4 separate regions of the Zea mays genome follow, and regions 1, 3 and 4 are each linked to region 2. The links are chromatin contacts, called in public Hi-C maps. All regions are on one chromosome and are shown on one strand. The core of a region is the stretch at or near the end of the contact, and the rest is flanking DNA. Distances in the headings are between cores, read along the strand shown. Region 1 holds the start of LOC103649959 (probable serine/threonine-protein kinase PBL7). Region 2 holds the start of LOC100283996. Region 3 holds the start of LOC100281498. Region 4 holds the start of LOC103651874.

Region 1 (2,700 bases), core at 91-2,590, 800 kb before region 2:
AGCCTAAGTATATATTTGAATCACATAAAATTCAAATATTACAACCACATAAAGTCTATAGCTTACTAAATTAACGATATTAAACAATGCTAACGTCATTTGACCACATAAAGTTCAAATATTACAACGATATAAAGTCTATAAATTACTAAATTAAAGAAATTAAACAATATTAACTTTAATAGGTTATGTAGATCCAAGCCTGACTCATGTGCTCGTGCTGGCCCAAAAAGTCTCGGTCCATATTCTCAGTGACAGTCTCACACACCATGACCATGAGTATGTAACCGCTCAAGGCAACAACAGCGTACTAGTCTCACACGTTTTGCTGCTACGCACTTGATCAGCCACAGCCTATTGTTTCTAGCTACACAATGGCAAGATTAAATCTAACAGCCTTGGTTGCTAAAGGAATTCGTCCGCGAGGCTGGGTGCCGTGTGATAAAGAAAAGGTTGACCATGCTATTCAGAATAAAAAAAAAAGTTCATGATGGCTGAGTATGAGTACAATTCTTCACTCGCGTAAATAAACAACTAAAAACCGGTTACGCTACCAAGTTCACGAATCAGTAGACTTGGTTTTATTTTCATTTTGTAGAATTAAACGTCCCTCTGACAGCAAGCGCGAGTTCAGCTTCACAGGAAGCATGGTACCGGAGTATAGTATCAGGGCCACACATACCGCGAACAAGCTAGTATCAGAACGAAGCACCAAGAAACGAGAATTTCCTAGCCAGACGAACTGACGAAGTATGCTTGCTACAACTAACGAAGGCAAAAGCAGGAAACATAACGCAAGAAAGAAAGAATTTTTTTTGAAGCATGAGCATCGCCCGTCACCTGAGGCGACCTGGTGGTTGATTCTGAACTGCTCCCCCTCCTTCTCGTCGTCGTCCCCGTCCTGAGGGCATCGGCACAAGCACGCCAAGAAGCCCATCTCTCATCACCCGAATCAACGCCTACAGCAGGAGAAGGAGAACACGAAGCAAAAAAAAATCCCCAATCCTGTTAGGCTGCTGCTGCTGCTGCTCGGACGGGGGCTTTGGGTCGCCGGGGGTATCAACAGAGGACTCGCGCAGCTGCCGAGGAATGTATCAATTTTTTTCCTGGTGCGCCCAGAAGGAGATGGGGGGAAAAGCGGAGAAGACTGATGAGGATAGCAGCGTGCGGCCTAAAAGATTTGAAAACATGTTAAAAAAAACCGACGGAAAGCGGAGGACGGAAAACGGCGCCGAGGGAAGGCGGAAAAGTCAGCATCGATGGGACGTCGGAGACTCACTAGTGGCAGGAAAGATTAATTGCTAATTGAAGGGGTTTAGTATAGTTTTGCTTGACGAATTGTGAAGGTATAGTTATGTATGGAGTTGTTTATTTGGGGTCAACCTATAAAAAGTAGGTACACGAAGGACTCTTGTTCCAATTTCGAGCCAAATGCGTTCGTCCAAAACACTATTCCCTGTACTGTTTCAGGAAACTAAAATACAATTTTTTTTAAAATAAAGACTTTGTGAATCAAGTGCGGATTTTCACTCTGCACTGCAAAAGTCCATAGAACAACACGTACATCTAGAGAAACACGAGCGAGCAGGCCGGGTCGTTTTTGGTACTCGCTTTGAAAATCAAGTTAAAAAAACTCATCTTATTATTAGTCACCAGTGTGGTAAATATTGACTGCTGGTCAGTTAGAAAACAACTAGGACGAACGGATCATTTTTTTCCGTTAGGTTTTTACTTTGTTCAAAAGGTTTGGCCCATCTCCATCACTACCATAGCACCTAGTGCGGCAGGGCAAAATGGGTATTTTATCTAAAAGAAAGGATAGCTTTTGGTTGGACAATAAAGGGGGGAAATGTGTGATTATATTTTTCTTACACGGATCACAAAAGGTTGCTGTTGTTATCGCTCACATAGACCGTTCTTTACAGTAAAAAAAAGACAGCACTCCCAGAAAGGATGGGGCATGTAGTTGACAAGTCAAGAACGGGTGACGGGTCGCTACAGTGCTACGTGCATTACGGTTAAGCTTATCCTTATCCACCGATTAAGACATGGAGCAGGAGCGGGTTTAGAGCGCCATGATTCTACTAATAAATACGTATATCCATTATTGTTAGGCGTGCTTTCCAGCCTAACCCCCGTTCCACCCTCACCCTCGTGCAGACGGGCCCAACTATGTTCGGTTCTACCCCAATCCATATGGATTGAGAGGGATTGAGGGGGATTCAATCCCTATTAAGTCAAAATCCCCTTCAATCCGTATCAATCCCCTTCAATCCATATGGATTGAAAATAACCGAACAAGCCCTCGATTGTTATTGAACGACGACAACCAACCTGCTGCATCCGGAGGACACCCAGGTGCGCGGCCGCACCGTGAAGGCGACCTCCGGTGCCACTGTTGTCCGCGTGCACGGCGCGAAAAGGACGGCCATTCGGGGGGCCCGGGCAGGCGCCGCGCGGCGAAGGGTGTGGACTGTGTGAACCGTGGTGGGGTCGGCAGATCCCGGCCGCCTTCTTCTAGTATGTCCCGGGTCCCGGGGCCCGTTGTCTGCTCGTCGGCTTTTCAGAGCAAGCAGCGTGTCCCGGTGGCCTTCGCGCGACGCCACCCACCCACCTGTCCGGCGCCCGCGACGCCCGGCTGCCTGCCTGCCTGGGGTGGAAGTGGACGCACAGTGCCATACTGGACAAGAGCAACGCACC
Region 2 (2,700 bases), core at 8-2,507:
GCTGGCACCCGGCACCCATCGTGCCACGCGCCACACTCGTATTGGCAGACCCCCACAGGCACCTCGTCCTCCTGTCCAGCGGCCCCCTGCGGAGTGCGGACGACGCAGTCTGCGGTCGTCCAAGCCGACGCCGACCCAGGCAGATACGACCTGGCCAGCTGACGCCTTGCGCGGCCCGTCGGCCGCCTCCACCAGTCGGCGCCTCGCCCGCACGCACCTTCCCGCCGCGCCAAGGGACAACGGGAACGGGGAGCTTTGCCCTTTCGGCGGAACCAGACTGGTCCGCGGGGCCCCAGCGTGTCTGGACGCCCCGCACGCTGGCCTGACATTTATTATTTTTACCTCAACTTCCCTTGGAAAACCGAGGCGCGCGAGGTTCGCCGCGCCGGCGTCCGGGAGGAAAAAGGTGAAGCAGAGGAGGAAATATCGGCGACGCCGGCGTGTTGGAGCGTGACGTGACTCAATGACGCTCCCCCTCCATTGAGGTCAGTCAGGTCGCGCCGCGCACTCAGTTCGCAGTGGACCTGAGACGTGGCTCGTGGCTCGTGGCCAGCAGACGGCGGCACAATCGATGCGGACGGTGGGATTTTCTTTTTGTAGTTTGGTTGTGAAAAAACAAACTATTAGTACTCCCTCGGCCTACCTAGCGCAGTGGTCGACTTGTATGTAGCCCCCTCGTGCCCACCCACCAACCACGAACGCATACGTTATCCCTCGGCCGACATGCATCATCGAGGAGCCACGAAGTGGAGAATTAGGACTGCTCCACTGCCACCTTCTTTTACCCCTATATTCATACTCTACAAATAGAAAATTAAACATACGGGCAGAGGAGGACGGGGGCTGGAGTAGGCAATTTCGCTCGCTCCTTCCGAGCGGACCCGTCGGCATCGGGCGTTGTCCGTCCCTACGATCCCGTCGCGCAACGCCGGCCGAACGGATGCACAGATCTGCAGCAGCGAGACTTTCCAAACCACGCGACCGTATCGAAGGGTGATGACGACGACGACGACGTCTCGATTACTCAAACACAAGCAGTGAACCCGCGGCGCCGTTTCCTGCCACCGCGCACGTGCCACCGCTTTTGACGCTTTCCCGGTTCCCGAGGCCCGTCGCGATCCGAGAAAAAGCGCGGGGAACCCGGGTGGCCCGTTTGCCTATCGCACCGGCACCAGCCCACCTCCAGCTCCCCCTCCGCCTCCCTCCCAGCCCCCAGGCTCTTCTTTATAAACCCCGCCCCCTCCTCCGCTCTCATCCTCCACCACACCACACCACACCGGCCGGCTCACACGCGCCGCAAAGCAGAGCACGGGGGGCTGAGACCAGAGCAGAGCGGAGCGCCACCAGCCAATCCTTTGCCTGCCCAAGCAGCAGCAGCAGCTGGCCCGATGGCTCTGTCTCTCTCCGGCACCTCCGCCCGCTTCGCCCTCGCGTCGCTGGTCCCCCGGGCCAGGGCCTACGCGGCGTCGGCGGCGTCCGGGGCCATGAGGCGCGCGGCGGAGGGCGCGGCCGCGGGCGAGGCCAAGGAGGCCGGGCGCGCCGCCGCCGCCGCCGCCGAGGGCTCGTGGGTGCCCGACCCCGTCACGGGCCACTACCGCCCCGCCAACTGGGCCGCCGCCGTCGACCCCGCCGACCTCCGCGCCGCGCACCTCGCCCGCACCTACGCCCGGGCCTGAGCGGCCCCGGCTCCCTTCACCCTGCTCCGCCTCGTCTCGTATGACATACGCGCACCGTACCAGGGTGAGACGAGGTGGGGGCTGGGGGTTCGTGTGGCGAACGGCGTGTTGAGCCACGCGCGCGTGCGGCCGCGCTCTGCGACGCCCGGAACGTTCTTGGGAGAGCGCGAGCGAGGTCTTCTGTCTTCTCGGTGCGGGTCGCTGTGCCATGAGATGTGACGCTGGGTCGTTTTGGGTCCGACCAACGGGAGAAGAGCGGCCTGTGGTCGGTGGTCGCCGCCGTGTGTGGGCTGGATGGCCTGCTCTCTTGTGCTCCTCCTATATATCAGATGTACTTCCTCCGAGGAGCAGGGTTTCGCCCTTTCGCTACCTTTTCGTACTCGCTAGTCGCTACAGCTACAGCTAGTACGTACTATACTATACTAATAAAAGCTACAGTTTCTTCCGGTTCTTGTCCTACCTTTCACGTCATCTCGATTACGTGGTGAACTTGTATGCAGTATGCTGTATTTTTTTCATCGGACAAAATATATCTTTTTTTATTGAACATAAACGAGCGGAAAGGTGGTGTTTATCCCTGTATAAACAAGCAGTAGTGGTTAGGGCTGGACGAAAAACACGTAGCTCGTTAACTCGCTCGATTCGATTTGATAGTGGTTCGACTCGACTCGTTTATAATTTGTAACGAGTTGAGCTTGTATTAACGAGCCAGATCGAACTGGCTCACGAGCTGACTCGCGAGCCAAACGAGTTGAAGTAATTAGTCAAATCACAATAATCTCCGATCCAAAATAGTTAATCTTGTACTCTACTATAGTTAATTTTGTTCTTTGTTGAGTGTGAAATATTAAGTTGCAAAATCTATTCTTTTTTCTAAATAGATCTCCTTTTCTTTTGCTACATGATTTTATATCTGTTCGTAGACACTAGACATGGTATTATCGAGCTGGCTCGCGAGCTAAATGAGCCAGCTCGAGTTGTCAAATGAGTCGAGCCGAGTTAGATCTTTAGCTCGTTAACATAA
Region 3 (2,759 bases), core at 176-2,675, 540 kb before region 2:
TCCTATCGAATGGATCCGGACTAGCGAATCACCTGCAAGTATATTGGGGCGTGTCTCCGGACCGCTATTCGACCTCTATCGAAGGGGGCTCAGGCCTCCACTCGGGTCACCCGCTAACAACTCACAGGAAACTTTGTAGCATGGCACTTTCCCTCTCTTCGTGCTTGTAATGCGCCTAGGAAAATATATCTCCTCTAATTATCTTAATTACGTTTATTTTCACTGTAGATTATACTGTTATAGAGTGAAGTTTAAAATATGAAATATGATAGGGATAAAATAGGAAGTGTGCCGTAGGCCAAATAAGGAGTCGCCCGGATCCTAGGATGCGACTACGGTCTACGGGAGGAGCCCGCCCACGCCCAGTCTACTACTGTGGCAGCGGCACGTGACCTTGCGGTCTAGCAGGCCACGGTCAGGCCTCAGAGGAAAGCAACGAACCACCATCGTCCCGAAGCGGGCCCACCACGGCGACCGCGCATTTATTGCAACACGCGGCTGCCTGCCTGCCCCTTTCCTTTTCCGTTTCGCATGCACATTGGCGCCGCGCTTCTGCTACAGCCTACAGGCAGCCCACAGCTAAACACCAGGCCTATGCGACGCCACGCCACGCCACGCCACGCCGTACTCGTGCCCCGGTGCCGGTAGGAGCAACTCCAATAGTTCTCTAAGGGTCTGTTTGGTTGCCTGCATCTGCGCGTGCTTGCATCGTGGGATGCGGGTAGCTGCTGTTTGGTTGCTATGAGCCTGGCTATGCGCGTGCGAGCTCTGTGTTTGGTTGCCTGCATGTAGATTTGGATCCAGACTCGCACGATCCTTAAAGCACCTTGGGCCAGGCTCACCAGATACGAGCAGATTGGTCGCATCTCCAGAGCCAGGCTCCAGTGATCCTGGCTCACACAGCCAGGTTGGCGAGAGAAACCAACCAAACAGACCCTAAAAGACTTCCTAAATCAATAATTTAGGTAGTTAACATAAAAACTATTCTCCAACAGTTCTCTAAATGAACTTTCTAAATTTAACAACTTGTCATCTAACCTCATTTTCTCTCTACATTTGGCAACCATTTAACAACTCCCTAAACAAAAATATTGACTGCATTATATAGTTTTTGCGACTTATTTTTTTATGTGGATAGATACAAAACAAAATTACAACCTATATTTAGAGAACTATTGGAGAACTCACATTTTTTTACTCCAAAAACCATTTAGCAACTTCTTAAATCTATGATTTAGAGAGCTAAAATTTACATAACTATTGGAGTTGCTCCAGCAGCGCCGCGCGGTTGCGGTAGCGGTTGCCCGAGCGAATCCACGCGTCCGCCCGTTTCGCTCGCTGTCTCCCGCGGCACGGGGCTCCAGCGCCGAACGGAAAACCCCACCCCACCACCACTGGCTACTCCCGATCCCCAGTCCCCATCCCTCTCCTCGCAAAAGGCCACCGCGACGCGACCGCGTACTGGGGGCGAGACGCCAGTGCAGGCAGGCAGGCAGAAGAGGAGTCGCCAGGAAGCAACCGCGAGGGAGCTGCAAGCGAGCACAGCAGCAGCGCAGAAAAAAAATTCTGGAATAATTTTTCTTCCCTTTGGCTCCGTGAGGTTCCGGTGCTCGCTCGCTCGCCTGAGCTTCGATCGAGCCCGGTCGGCGAGGCAGGCGCCCGATCGCCGCTCTCCGGGAGCTTCCGGGGGGCCGTCGGATGGAGCCGTACGCGGCGGCGAAGAGCGGCGGGGCCGACGCCGGCACCGGCACCGGACTGGAAGGTACGCTTGCCGCCCGGTCCGACCTCGTCCACGTAACTGGGGGCTCCGCTGCGTCCGTGGGGGTTTCGCCGCTCTGCTTTTGCCCACTCACTCGCTAGGGTTTTGGATCTCCGATGCGACTGCTTGGACCCGGCGTGTGCTGCTGACCGTGCTGTTGACGTGGATGCTTTCGCAGACTCGATGCGGAGGCTGGGGCTCGGCGACGACGGGGAAGCAGGGGAGGAGAAGCTTCCGGAGCGGCCGGGCGAGGCGGACTGCGCCTACTACCTCCGCACGGGCGCCTGCGGCTACGGGGAGCGCTGCCGCTACAACCACCCCCGCGATCGGCCGGCCCCGGTGAGAACCAGCCTAATCCACGCCGCTCCCCCACCCCTATCCCTGCTCTGCTCTGTTTTTGTGTCTCGTGCTCAGCTCGATGGTTACTGGTGAGCTAAGCGCTTCTGCTATCCTGACAATGACGGGCGCTGCGTGATGATTACAGCTGGTTGGTGGGTGGCAAGTTTGTTGCTTAAAGTTGACGGTTTTCGGCGAGTTGATGATTATATAACGTCATGGAAGTGTGGAAGTTATGAAATTTTGGTGTCTTGTGGTTGAGGAGGGGGAATTTGGATTTGCTATCTTTGCCCTGGATAGTGAATATTGCCATACTGTTTAGGCGTTTACTAGCTTGCATTGCAGGCTGCTCTGCGTCTGCAGTTCTACTCCTATTAGGATTGTATTGTCTATGTGCATGTGCTTGTCTGATGTCTTGCATCTTTGGTACTCCGTTCCTCTATTCCAAATTATAAGACGTTTTGGCTTTTTTAGATTCATAGCTTTCGCTATACACATAGTATACACTATGTCTAGATACATAGTAAAACTAATGTATCTAAAACAAGCCAAAATGCCTTATAATTTGGAATGGAGGAGTATATAATAGCTATTCTTCATATATCTACATTGAGTGGGAGATTGGAGTCTGATAGGAGCTAGAACCCTCATATGTCACACCAGA
Region 4 (2,726 bases), core at 136-2,635, 570 kb after region 2:
GTTATTATCAGTGGTTAGGTATCAGCCATAAAAAATAAGCTTATTATTTTTTGTGGCCAGGCATCAGCCGATAAAAATAAGCATTTATTTTCAATAGCTGACATGTGCCCACCAGAAATTAGTGTTGAGGAAAAGGGTTTCATTGAGGGTTGATTTGGTGACAAAGGGATCCCGAGAGGATTGGAGGGGATCGAGGGGGAAATGAACTAATTTCCCTTTAATCCCCTCCGATCCTCCCGGGATCTTGGATCACCAAATCAGCCCTGAAGGTCCTCGAATTATCAGATTCTGTTGTCCTAAGACTTTTTCAGGAACAAAGGCAAGCGTCGACTGAAAGCTTCGGTAAACGAAGGGAGAGAGAAACAGCTTCGTCATTAAGGAGGGCTTATCGCTGAAGTCTAGAGTCAACACACCTGAATCTCGTACAAGCTCAGATACTACTTAAGCTCAGATACAAAGTAGTGGCAAAGGAATACAGAAGCGACGTGCATAACACGTTTCTTAGAGGAAAAAACAGAAACACCCCGCGAACTTAATAGACTCCGTGTATATACATTGTGTTATTAATGTAATTTTATATAAAGTTGTACATCATCATATCCATATAAATAATTGAACAGTATGCGAGCACAAGAGATTTTAAATGTTTACTCTTCAAAGCTCCCTGTACACATTCATCTTTCGCGAGTATTCCAAAGATATCTTTGCAATTATAGAGCGCTAAATGGGTCATGCCTAACGGGCCAGCCCGAAGCACGACCCGTTTAATAGTGTCGAGCCGGGCCCAACACGAGAATCGTGTTGTTCTTGGGCCGCTGCCTCGGCCTGCACGACGCGGCACAATTATATATATTTTATTTTATAAAACATAGTATATATATATTTACATTTTATATTTGCTATTTACAACAAATACACTAGAGTTCTACTTGTTAGTCTCCATCCCCACTCACACACAGTTTTTTGTTATTTTTCTTGATTTAATGGGAGAACGTGGCCGGTTAACCGGACGTCCGACACGACTAACATGCCGACGTGCCGTGCCTGTGCTGCGGCACGCGGAATGGCCGGGCACGCCCCAATTATCCGTCGGGCCTAACGGACCCGTGCCGGACCGGGCCGCCCGTTTGGGCACCTATATTTGCAATCGACTGTGTTGTCCTGTTTTGATGATCTTCTGCGGGAGCTTCTGGTGAATTCACGACCAACCAAAACCATCATGCCTCCAAAATCCAAATAGAACAGGGCTGGTAATACCAGCTCCACTTTCGTTTCACAAAGACCAGGCTCAATTCGAAGGTGTTCAGCCTTCTGAAGATTATGACCGAAAAAGGGGAAATACGAAAGTCACAAGTCCACCACCATACGATCAGGGAAATGCGTCATGGCGAAAGAGAGGTAAAATAAAAGATGGTCTTGGACTCCTCTGAACCTGCCTGTATCTCTCATGCGCTCTGGTCACAGGTTGGTTGGCCTGCCGCCCTGCCCACCAAGGAAACCAGCACCCAACCAGAGCCGCGGAGCTTGAGAAACTATCGTGCATTCACGCATCGTCGACGACCGGGCGAACGCGACGCAAGATTAGCAAAGTTGCATATATATATATAGCTCGTCGATCTTAAAGTTCTTCCTCGTACATACGGGCGGCGCCGACGACGTCGAGAGGGAGAGTTTAAACTGTCGGGATCGAGACTATGGCATCCGTTTGCAGCAGGCCGCCGTTTTCGTTCCTGGCAGCGGCGTGCATCGCCTGCTTTATTTGCTGCTTCCTGATCCGGCTCCCAGCTGCCTGCTGCAGCTCAGCAGGTCCCCGTTTCTTCGCCTGCTCTGCTCTCAAGTCCTCGCACATACGTCACGGTTCCATGTTGCTCATCACTGCACTGGTACGTACGTACGTGCGGAACTCATGCATATGCAGAATTGCAGATGGAGGAGCAGCAGCAGCGTTCCACGGCCAGAAGACAGACGCCGCGAGCATAGTCGGGAGAGCCCTGTCCTGCTTCAACGATCGCTACGTGAGTGTGCATATGTGTATATATACATACTCGTCGCGTCTAGCTTATCGTAGTTTTGGGCTATCCCACGCTCTTGTCATGATCAATATATATGGCGAGCATACGTACTGAACGCCCTTGCTGCTCACTGCGTGCCATATGATGCCAAGATCTACAGCGGGTGCCAGGGCGCGCTCCGGCTGGGCCCCGAGGGCGCGCTGGACGTGCCGCCGGGGTCGGTGGACGCCTTCTGCGGCGGGCCGTGCCTGGTGGAGACGCACCTCGTGCTGCGCTGCGTCGACGACGGCATCGTGGCCGGCTTCCGCTTCTACAACGGCGCCTCCGCCGCCGACGTCCGCCTCGTGCTCGCCCGCGGGTGGTGCGGCCGCTCCGGCCTCCGGGGCGACTTCGACGACGTGCTGCAGCGCCTCGGAGGCGACGGGCACTTGTACGGCCGCGGGAGCGACGCCCGCGTCAGCAGCCTGGCGCAAGCGATGCCGCTGCTGCTGAGTGCGGCCGCTGCTGTCGTCCTCGTATGGACGTGAGCGCGTACGTGGAAGTAACCGTGTGTAGTAGGGACCATATTATATATATAGCAGGATGTCAGTAAAAACAACTTCGGTTGCCGCAGCCCGCGCAGGCAGGCGGTAGTATACTACGGGGTGTACAGGGAAAAAAATTTTGTGGAGCCGGCAGCAAATCAGAAGGTTTGCAGCTCCTCACAGAAAAAGA

The links. Hi-C and Micro-C count contacts between places; a contact is called where the count stands out from the background.
Region 1: a Hi-C map of leaf mesophyll shows a contact between it and region 2, with 3 times the contacts expected there. The contact joins the promoter of LOC103649959 here to the promoter of LOC100283996 in region 2. A contact is called at or near these places in 4 of 25 Hi-C or Micro-C datasets (bundle sheath, ear, endosperm and 1 more).
Region 3: a contact with region 2 is called in a Hi-C map of tassel, with 6 times the contacts expected there. The contact joins the promoter of LOC100281498 here to the promoter of LOC100283996 in region 2. A contact is called at or near these places in 5 of 25 Hi-C or Micro-C datasets (bundle sheath, ear, endosperm and 2 more).
Region 4: a Hi-C map of leaf mesophyll shows a contact between it and region 2, with 2.8 times the contacts expected there. The contact joins the promoter of LOC103651874 here to the promoter of LOC100283996 in region 2. A contact is called at or near these places in 2 of 25 Hi-C or Micro-C datasets (ear and leaf mesophyll).

What each region holds. Positions count from the first base shown.
Region 1 is chr3:37,289,890-37,292,589 of Zm-B73-REFERENCE-NAM-5.0, reverse strand. LOC103649959 (probable serine/threonine-protein kinase PBL7) reads right to left here and starts at 1,340. Exons shown (of 5, transcript XM_008675652.4): 1 at 841-1,340. The coding sequence starts at 937.
Region 2 is chr3:36,494,068-36,496,767 of Zm-B73-REFERENCE-NAM-5.0, reverse strand. It overlaps LOC100283996, which reads left to right and starts at 1,257. Exons shown (of 1, transcript NM_001156894.2): 1 at 1,257-2,111. The coding sequence starts at 1,389. The coding sequence ends at 1,676.
Region 3 is chr3:37,035,890-37,038,648 of Zm-B73-REFERENCE-NAM-5.0, reverse strand. LOC100281498 reads left to right here and starts at 1,425. Exons shown (of 7, transcript NM_001368020.1): 1 at 1,425-1,762; 2 at 1,938-2,098. The coding sequence starts at 1,699.
Region 4 is chr3:35,927,926-35,930,651 of Zm-B73-REFERENCE-NAM-5.0, reverse strand. LOC103651874 reads left to right here and starts at 1,385. Exons shown (of 4, transcript XM_020550747.1): 1 at 1,385-1,398; 2 at 1,609-1,806; 3 at 1,919-2,015; 4 at 2,165-2,610. The coding sequence starts at 1,385. The coding sequence ends at 2,539.